Linked DNA regions of Cyprinus carpio: region 1 is linked to region 2. The links are chromatin contacts, called in public Hi-C maps. All regions are on one chromosome and are shown on one strand. Each heading gives the region's core, a stretch centred on a gene start, on an enhancer-like site or on the middle of the called end of the contact. The rest is flanking DNA. Distances are from core to core; before and after follow the strand shown. Region 1 holds the start of LOC109070803 (interferon regulatory factor 7). Region 2 overlaps LOC109070807 (hypermethylated in cancer 2 protein-like).

Region 1 (4,703 bases), core at 1,253-3,752, 64 kb before region 2:
ATTATTCTAAATTTAAAAAGGATAACAGAGGTGACACCACAACTATAACAATACTGTCACAGAGGAACGGTATTATTGCAGTCACTTCATGATTTTTTTTTTAGCTAATTTACGCATGCGGGAACTTTTTTGAAAATTCAAGATTGTGAGGATTCATAGCGAAATGACTGGATTTCAACCACAGACATTTTTAATATTACTATAGCACAATAGTTTTAAAAATCTTTCTAAATTTAAAAGAAGGTGACACCACAACCATAACAATACCATCCGTCACAAGAGGACTGATATTATTGGAATAATTTTCATAACATTTTGTTTTCAGCTGATGACACTTAAAAGCTATTTTCACTTTTGTGCAAAATTCTTGATTGTAAGGATTGAATAATTCAAATATTTTAAATATTGATACTATAATAATACATTTTTAAGAACTGTTTTAAATTTAAAAGAATAGTAAAAATAAGTAGGAACATTTCCACCCTCGTGCAAAATTCTCAATTGTGCGGATTCATAAATTCGATTGTACGGATTCCAAAATGACTGGATTTCCCCCACAAAATTTTATAATATTAATAAAGCATTAATACTATAATGATAATAATAAAGATATAGTCTTAAAAATCATTTTAAATGTAAAAAAAATTGTAAAGGTGACACCACAAATATAACAATATCGTCACAAGGGAATGATATTATTTGAATCACTTTAACAAACATTTATTTGTATATTTTTTTTTTTTTTCAGCTGACGATACGTAGGATAGTGCAGATTCTTATTGAAATGACTGGATTTAACCTACGAAAATTCACAGGGCTACAGTAAATGTGACCACACCTTAAGATGTTGGTTGCAAAATCATGGTTTGTTTCAATTGCTAACCCTAAATATAGCCATCATAGTGATTCTACCTGTGTGTTGATGATTTAGATCCATTGTCTCCACCTGGTTGAGCAATTCCTGCTGCATTAGACATAATATATGTTTATTATATTAAAAAAATATACATTATATTTTAGTATTATTTTAATATTATAACTTAATATGTAAAAATATTTTATATTTTAAATAAATTATCATTCTTTTTTATTATATACATATGATCATGTCAACAGCCAATCATAAATCTGGGCCTTACCTCCATTTCATCAGTCATGTAATTAGATGCACTGTAGAGATGAGGAATGAATGGAAGTTGATCTGGCTCTACACTCTGGATCTCTTGGTGATCTGAAGAACAAGATTAGCCAGGGTTTTATAATCAACTCATTTTCCCATGACAAGTGCAGACTGAGCAGTTTAACTCACTTTGAGGACGGATGATGCGATAGACTTTGTGTTGGTCGTACGGATCTTTGGAGTGATCCTCTAACATCTCGAAGTTTTTTAGACTATGAAGTGCACAACGGAAATTTGTCTTCCATTTCGCTTTGTTGTCAGGGTACTCATTGATCTTCCCACTGACCACAGCCCATGCCTGTAAAACACCAAAATTGCAACAAAGTCTATGTATAATTAAAATGCATTGATGCATCAGGTGTGAATGGCGTGCAACATCAAAGTCAAAAGGGGCGGGGCTTCCACTCAATAGGCACTCCTTTTGGGAATCCTGCCCTCTTTGGAGATCTCCTCCAGCTATATCCTGCATGAATCATTGATGCAGAAATGAAACCATGCTAAAGGTGATTGTGACGCAAGGAGGAGTTACCTTAAATATTTTAACATCGTCATCCCCAAGGTCTCTTCGCGAGTTGTGTTTCCAGGGGATCCGGAATATGTCATTGCCTATCAGGCACAATCCCTCATATGTCCCACTTTCCACCTGCTCTATGAGCCATGGGCCAAACTGAGGTTTGACATTTGCACTTCTTGAGAAAAACAAAACAAAACAAAACAATGGGTTTCAAACAGATCAGACAGATAGCTACTTAATGACGTCATCATATGCACTGAAACTTTTTTCTTATATAAATTTTAAATGCGTGATAATGTTTTTAACAGTATTAGTTTTTTTTTTAATAAATAATAATAAAAAATAAATGTTAATATTGATGTAAGATTAAATTGCCTCACATGTACCACCATATCTGCATCTCAAAACCTAGTCAGCTCATAGCTGTGCATCATAAGCGCGATAGGACTTCCGAATTAGCTCAAAAAAACGTTTTACCATTGCTAAACTATGTACACATGCAGCAAACTGACGTTTATGCTTTGTTTGTTTGTTTTTTACTGCGACACTGAGCGTCGCGTTTTTAATGCGCTTCTTTCATTGGCTTGTGAAAACGCGTCTTGGTTTTGAGAGACAGGCTATATTTTATAATAATCATAATTTCATCATCTTACCCCTGCGTCGCTGCCATGATCTCAGGTCCTGAAGCTGTTCCACTGCTTGGTAGTTTCCAGTGTTCTGGGGTTTCTCTCGTGTTTTATACACACTCGAGCGTCACACAGTAGGAGGAGGGTTTATCATGTTCAGTGAATTCGAAAGCAAAGCGAGTCCTGTTCGAAAGTAAAACTAACGTTCCATTAATGCGACGTCTTGCATCATCGCATCCGGTTTGATGCAAGACCTTTAAAACTAATAGTCTATTGTCCTTAAAATGCATTTCTTGCGCATATCAGAATGATCTCTGAAGGATCTCGTAACACTGAAGACTGGAGTAATGATGCTGAGAATTCAGCTTTACATCACAGGAATAAATTACATTGTAAAATATAAAATGTAAATTGTTATAATATTTCATAATAGGCTATTGCTGTGAAAATGTACCCAGTTTAAAAAGCCATGCTCTACAGCATTAATAGCCTGCATTTTTGTGTTGTTACATTGTTTTGCAGATGTGAATGTAAAAAAAATAAGAAGAAAGTTTAAAAAATGAGATCATGGAAAGTTAAGAACATGCTTGTATAGCCATTTAACATTCAAAACAACATATTTGTTACTGGTCCTGAATGTTTCCTTGACTTAAGAGACTCAAAGGCCTTGTTTATTGTGTTCGTAATATCTTATCAGAAAGTATAGGGCCTACGTCAGCTGTTGTGTACATTGTAGTATAAAGGTAAAGGACAAAGTCCTTGAACTACGTAGCCAACAGCATGTTGTATAATTACTACAATTAAGGTGCGTTCACATTTACAGTTGTTTGGGGAATATCTGAGAGAAATGTGTGAGAAAAACTTCCCCATGCAGATTTCGCTCATGTTCAAGGTGTTCACACGTATTCATCACAGTAAACAACAGAAATCTGCTTGTTTTTAAGGTGACTTCTGTGTGAAATGTGCTTGATTCACGCTGTTGACAGTAGACAACTGAACTGTTTTTTTACGGTAAATTTCGTTAAAATAACCGCGCCTTAACACTCAGATTACAATGGAATGACTTTTGTTACTATATCCACCCTTCTGTGAAATCATAACTACAGTGATTTACCTCGAGGCTTGCAGACGAATATGCTTTAAGCCTTGACTCATGTTAGTTTCAGTCTTGTTAGGTTTTTTTTCTTCTTACAAGTAGGCAATGTTTTAAACCTAGTCAAATAAGACTGTACAGTTTAAATAATAATAATAACAGTAAGCCTAATTTCAATTAAATCATTGTGTTCACTCTGTTTGGGGACAATATCACAGCAAAACCAACGGGGCCCAAATACTCCATTTGGACCCCACTGGCTTTAACTGTGTTAAGAAAAAGACATCCGTTGTTCTGTGTGTTCTACTGAAGATTTGGATGCATTTCATGATAATGAATGAATTTTATTTTGTGGTGAACTATGGCTTTAAGTATATTTTTCATGCTGTTACACAGTCCTATAGGAGACAGGCGTTAAATGTTAGTGATTGTAAATGCTTGGCAATGAGTGTAGTCAAGTCTATACTCATTCAATATACATCTAAATACAAATTTCAGCTTTATTGAACAAGTCTATGATTAAATCGGAATCATTAGTGACACAAGTCAACCATATGAGTGGGACTGTGATTATGAGACCGCAGTTTCAGTGATATCAAATTTTTTTGAGCAGGTGTTTGAGTTTCTGCACTCAAGCTGTTCTTTATTTCTCACGGCAGCTGTAAGAGAGAAACCTGAGAGAACCGTAGTAGTGCTGTTATAAATATTACACGTTCACTGCACTTTTCCCCTGAAGTTTGAGGTGCGTGTGTATGTTATTTAGCGATGGAAAAAGGAAATGAATCTGAGGGTAACTGGAGCACTTCTCTCTGCGAACTCCTCGGAAGAGCTTTCCTTAGACACAAGGTTGTTCCCCAACACCAAAGTCTCTTGACTCGATTTAGCTGACACGGGCCCTCGCATAAAATCGAGCAATAATGTGTGTTTTCATTTCCCTTTTTTCACGATTTCATGAAAAACAGCTAGAACGTTTTAGACACCTGTGGCTGCATGGAAATAAAAACCTAGGCCTTTTCAGTACACCATTACTGGAATCACATCTGGACCAAACTACACCCAAACTATCCCAAAACTACTCTGCTATTCCTGTGAATGAACGTTTTAACAGATAAAAATGTGTCATATGATACCAGCGCTTCATAAAACTAATGTGGGCTGTAGTTACGTTTTTGTTGAATCAATGAAGGTTTCATAATGATCAATGGTTGCTAATCCATCACTGCCCTCTACTGGAGATTAAACCACTACACAGTGACAACTTTCACGCTTAGTGTAACAATCAATTATGCA
Region 2 (5,211 bases), core at 1,535-4,034:
AAAGAAGAAAGTCATATAGCTACATGATGGCTTGAGGATGAGTAAATCATGGGGAGATTTCCTTTTTTGGGTGAACTAAACCTTTAAGTCGCTTCAGTCCTGTAAATTGTCATCTTGAAATATTACTAACAATATAAAAAGAGACACATGAACCGTGAGCTGAAGGTGGATGCTTTCAGAGTTAGGCTTTATCTAAGTTTTGATCATGTTGATCATTTAGATGCCTCAGAAATATGTACCATTACTAATGTCACTATTAATAAACTTTAAGTTAAATATTTGCTTAAACTACTTTGCTGCAGATGCCAAAGCAGTCCTTTTTTTAAGGTTTTTTTTTTTACACATCTTTGTTGGCTATAATGGGAGTCTTCTAGTCGTGTCACGTCACGTCAGTCACTCGTGGAGCAGACAGTGATGTTTGAGTTCAGGGGTGGATCCCTCCGGCCCCTTTGACAGCCACAGACACAGAGAGGAGCTGGTGACCGTCCCGGGGCGAGGGGTGTTTTCGGAGCACCACTCCCTCCACTGAATAGGCCTCCATTCCTCGCCGTTGTCCCACTGAAGGGGAGGGTGTAGAGCCACGAACAAAAGCCCAACTCAAAACCAAAACCGCTACACTTTCTGCCTTTTCTTCTCTGTGCTCTTTTGTGGCAGTGCGCTTCTGACCCAGCTCCTGGCCGCAGGAATATTTATATGGCGAAAGCAGGGTGCTGATAAAGCGGTGTTTTTGATAAATGCGTCTGCGTGAGCTCGGGCACATACACAAGAGTATTCATCGAATGCACACACAGCACATTACATTTATTACTGATACAGAAACTCATGTATCACCGGGAGACAAGCACAGGGCCTTGGTAAAGTGTAACGCTGCTCATCTGAGACCACACACACGTCGTGATTTTACTGCCAACATTACGTCGGCTCCTGTAATGCACTTTACAATAAGCCTCATTGACCCTTAAGCTGCCCTCTTTTGTGCGAGGGCGCATTACAGCATCATTTTTGTCTTTTCCAGCCCGTTTCCAACTTGCAACCTGGAATGTACTGGACAAAAGTGACATTCCCTAGTCCTTTGTGTGCTTGTGAATTGACATGCACTGGACAGAAACACATACCGACTGTGGGACACTCAGGAGACGCAACCTGCCTTGACTGTACAACACATTTAATTAATTTGCTCATTTCTGGCTCATGTTAGGCTCCTCAAACCGTTAAAGGAAGAGTTCACCCAAAAATGTGAATATTTACATCCTCAGGTCACCCTAGATGTACAATAGATGAGTTTGTTTCTTCATTAGATTTGGAGAAATGTAGCATAGCATCACTTGCTCACCAATGGATCCTCTGCAGTGAATGGGTGCCGTCAGAATGAGAGTCTAAACAGCTGATAAAAACATCACAATAATCCACAAGTATCTCCAGTCCATCAATTAATGTCTTGTGAAGTGAAAAGATGATGAGTGCATAATACACAATAACACTTCCTCCATTGAAAAAGTCCATCTCCTGTTGTCTGTCACATCAAAATCCACTAACATATTTGTTTAGAGCTCCATTGGACTGTTTTGGACTTGTTAACTGTGCAGATTTATTTTTCGCTGGAGACAGTGTTACTATGGATAGAGGACATGGGTTTTAGCTTGAAGTGATGGTTTGAAATTAAAACATTTCTTACAAACACATAGCTTTTGGTTTCTCAAGATGTTAACTGATGGACTGGAGTGCTGTGGATTATTGTGATGTTTTTATCAGCTGTTTGGACTCTCATTCTGACGGCACCCATTCACTGCAGAGGATCCATTGGTGAACAAGTGGTGCAATGCTTACAAACTGTAATGAACTTACAAACATCTTGAATGGGCTGAAGAGGAGCACATTTACAATTTTGGGTGAACTATTTTCTAATCGAATTATTTCTTCTGTAAAATCTACTCAAATGTGGAAAAATATATTAATTCTAACCTAAAGGTATCTAACCCATTTTAACATATACAGTACATGCAAGTGAACCAGTATGTTTCTGGTTATCATTTGTAGTCACAAATCATTCATTTTTATTTCATGTGAAATGTAATATTGTTTCCAACATCTGAACTCTACAAGGTTGAATCAAAAACAATCCCTGTGTCTGTGCTTTTGAAGAAAAATATCAGTTCTGGGAAAAAGTTCACTTGTTTTATCAGGAAGCACACAGACTGCAGGGAGATGTGACCAAACATGCAGACTTTATTTTACATGTGAATTTTAACCACACAACTTCTTATCTACCATTTTGTCATCATTCACATCTTTTATGCTGATTTTATCAATATTTCAGATCATAGAATTTATTTCTGGCATCTTTAAGTATGTGCAAGTATGTTTATTTAAAATCCAGGGAATAAAAACTGTGTATCATAATTTTTTTTTTTTTTTATAATTCCTTTGTGGTTTTAAGATGACCTCTTCGTTGATCAAAACAAAGATATGTGAACTGGTATCTTTAACCTTTTAAATTTAAGTTTAAAAGGTTCAAATCAAAAAACAAAACGAAGTGGGTCACCGAAACATTAACTATGCAAACACTATGCAAAAGTGAGATAACAAGAGTAAAAGTGGGCAAAGACTTCTTGGTCAGCTGCTCTGAATGTTTCTTTCTCTGTGTACTTGTTGCCTGTGTGTGCGCAGCACAAGCTGGCCGCGCTCTGATAATGTCACAATGGGGATTGCTCTGTTTGTAGATGTCTTAGTGTGTGAGTTCCCACCCTGCTCAGAGTGTCTGCTCAGGAGCCGCACGTGGGACACCGCCAGCTGTGCTATTCTCTGAGCGACCTGAGCCTGCCACCGTCCCGGACCCCGAGCCTCAATCGTCCTCCCCGGCAGGGCCTGCACACCATCAGATAACAACGCAGAAGCCCTCCGAGCCACTCTGTGCTAACAATACGCCCGTCATTTACATGTGAAAACACTGGGCCTTATCTTGAGTTCACTGGAGCTTAAGGACAAGAGGACTCAGCTTGCTTGTGAGGGGATGCAGATCTGTAACAGGTAGGTGTCTAATGGAAGATGAAGGCTGTGGTGCAACAGAAAAACCACCGGAATCATATAAAAATGCAGAAGAGAGAGAGAGAAAAACTTTTATATAGCTGTAACTACTATTAATTGGGGTGCAAAATTACGCTTAAAGTGAAAGCATTCAAAAAAACATTTCAATCATCCATGAAATATCAAATACTACATCACCAAACTATTGGCCAAAACCTAACCCTGAAGTATTTGCAAAATTCCCATTCTCAAAGCTCAAATCTCACAGTGCTGCTCACAAAGGGAGTAAGGCAGATCGTTTTTACCTAGTTGTGTGGATTCTTGCCGCCACCTACTGGACAACATTTGAAAACACTATAGTTACACTCTCAGAAAAAGGTACAAAAGCTGTCACTGGGACGGGTCCCTCTCAAATGGTACATATTTGTATCATATTTGTAACATATTTGTATATCAGCATTTGTGTGATTTCTGTTTTTTGAAACTGATTGAAGGTTTACTGATCTTTGTGCCTTGTGTAGTAAGTGATTACATGTAAAATTAAGTACTTTTATTTGTCAGTAAAGTCAATAAAAAGCAAATGGGAAAGTGTAGTTATCTGATCAGCATTTAATTTTATTTCATGTCATAACTGAGAACAATGTTATATACAACAGGACCTTTAATTCTTCAAAGAGTATAAATGTGCTTTGGTTTTCATAAACAGATTGCAAATATTTAAGCATCATCATTTCAGAACAAAGCACTTGACATTTCAAAAGCATTTGAAAACCACATCAAGACCGTACATGTACACACACACAAACCTGTACTGCAAATGCAAAGAGCTGCCGAACCTCCTGAAGGCGCATTGTGTCAGTTGTGGAGAATATTGAAACTATCTTAATCAAAAAACAGACAAATAACTGCAAAAACATTGGTTAATGGTGCTTTACAGTTCAAAAAGTTAACTGGGACGTGTCCCAAAAGTGTTCCCTGAGGTTTGCAGAGGATGCAAATGAAAGTGTTGTCACAGTTTTGAAGTTCAGTTTCAAGTCCTATTATGTATTAAAAAGTTCCTGAATATTCTAAAATCGCATTGATTTACAGACAGTGTCAAATAATCATCTTAATATAAAGCAAAAATAGAGAAAAAGCAAGCACAAAACGATCAAAGAGTGCCTAAAAAAGTCAATTCAGCAAATCAAATCTTAGGCTAATTGATCTATTATTTAAAGTACCTCTTTTGATATTACTAGATAACAAATGAATACAACCTCGAAATTAGGTGTTGTTTAAAAAGCCCTCCAGCATGATGAAAACCCATGTACAACGTACAAAAAACCCAACCAGAGGTAGTTTAAAACAAACATGGTGTAGAGAAATTAAAACACAATAAGAAAATGATTTCATCTCTGAATAAGTAAAAGTTTCAGTAATATATCAACTGATGATAATAACGTCAAGATACCCAAAGATATATACAGTAGGTATTGTTTTTACACTTTTGGTCTCGTTTCAACACTAAATGCATGAATGCAATCTGCTAAACCTACCTTTTTAAATTCATAAAAATAATGCACATGCCACAAGAAAATATGGACAACATGCTGTTTAAATTAAGCCATTGGTTGAAGCATTAAAATAAGAAAAGGAAAGAAAAACCCAAAAGAAAAACCCTGAAAAAAAGAAGAAAGACTTGATATAAACCTGAATTGAAAGCAGCATAAATTAGACTTAAATATTTAGCAAGAATATAGATTTGGTTATAGTTTTACAGTATTTCTTAAGCATTATAACATTCAATATTTCTTTGGAACTGTACATCAAAACACCCTAATTGCTCAAGCAATACTACTTCACTAGCTCAGATCGCAACCCTACAGTGAAGTATTACCTGACCCCCTGAAAAGTGTATATTAACACAAGCAATGTGTTTTCCTCTGTTTTGAATCAGATGTCAGTTTAAACTCATTAATTAAACTAGACAGAGTGACTGTAATATGGAAGACACCGTGTGTAGTTTCTCTTCTCTAATATGTATTTTTAACCTAATACAGGCTAATCAGAGGGTTTGGTTTAATCTGAGGTAGCAAGTTTGTGTATTCAAGTAAACAACTCAGATAGCTTTATTACAGCGGTCTGTTTCTGAAGCATAAACTTTATCATGACTACTAAATTACATTCGAAAGGTATCGCAAGTCACTG

Evidence for each region. Hi-C and Micro-C count contacts between places; a contact is called where the count stands out from the background.
Region 1: a Hi-C map of red blood cells shows a contact between it and region 2, with 3 times the contacts expected there. The contact joins the promoter of LOC109070803 here to the enhancer-like site in region 2. A contact is called at or near these places in 2 of 8 Hi-C or Micro-C datasets (liver and red blood cells).

The regions. Positions count from the first base shown.
Region 1 is chrB25:19,675,870-19,680,572 of ASM1834038v1, reverse strand. It overlaps LOC109070803 (interferon regulatory factor 7), which reads right to left and starts at 2,502. Exons shown (of 9, transcript XM_019087315.2): 1 at 2,348-2,502; 2 at 1,710-1,869; 3 at 1,310-1,478; 4 at 1,140-1,231; 5 at 913-964. The coding sequence starts at 2,364.
Region 2 is chrB25:19,611,809-19,617,019 of ASM1834038v1, reverse strand. It overlaps LOC109070807 (hypermethylated in cancer 2 protein-like), which reads right to left. Exons shown (of 2, transcript XM_019087318.2): 2 at 3,614-5,211. Among protein-coding and RNA genes, the nearest start is that of LOC109070807, 9.2 kb to the right of the region's middle. Within about 2 kb of position 2,784, at least 3 of the 8 cell types and tissues checked have an H3K27ac peak or open chromatin away from gene starts, as enhancers often do.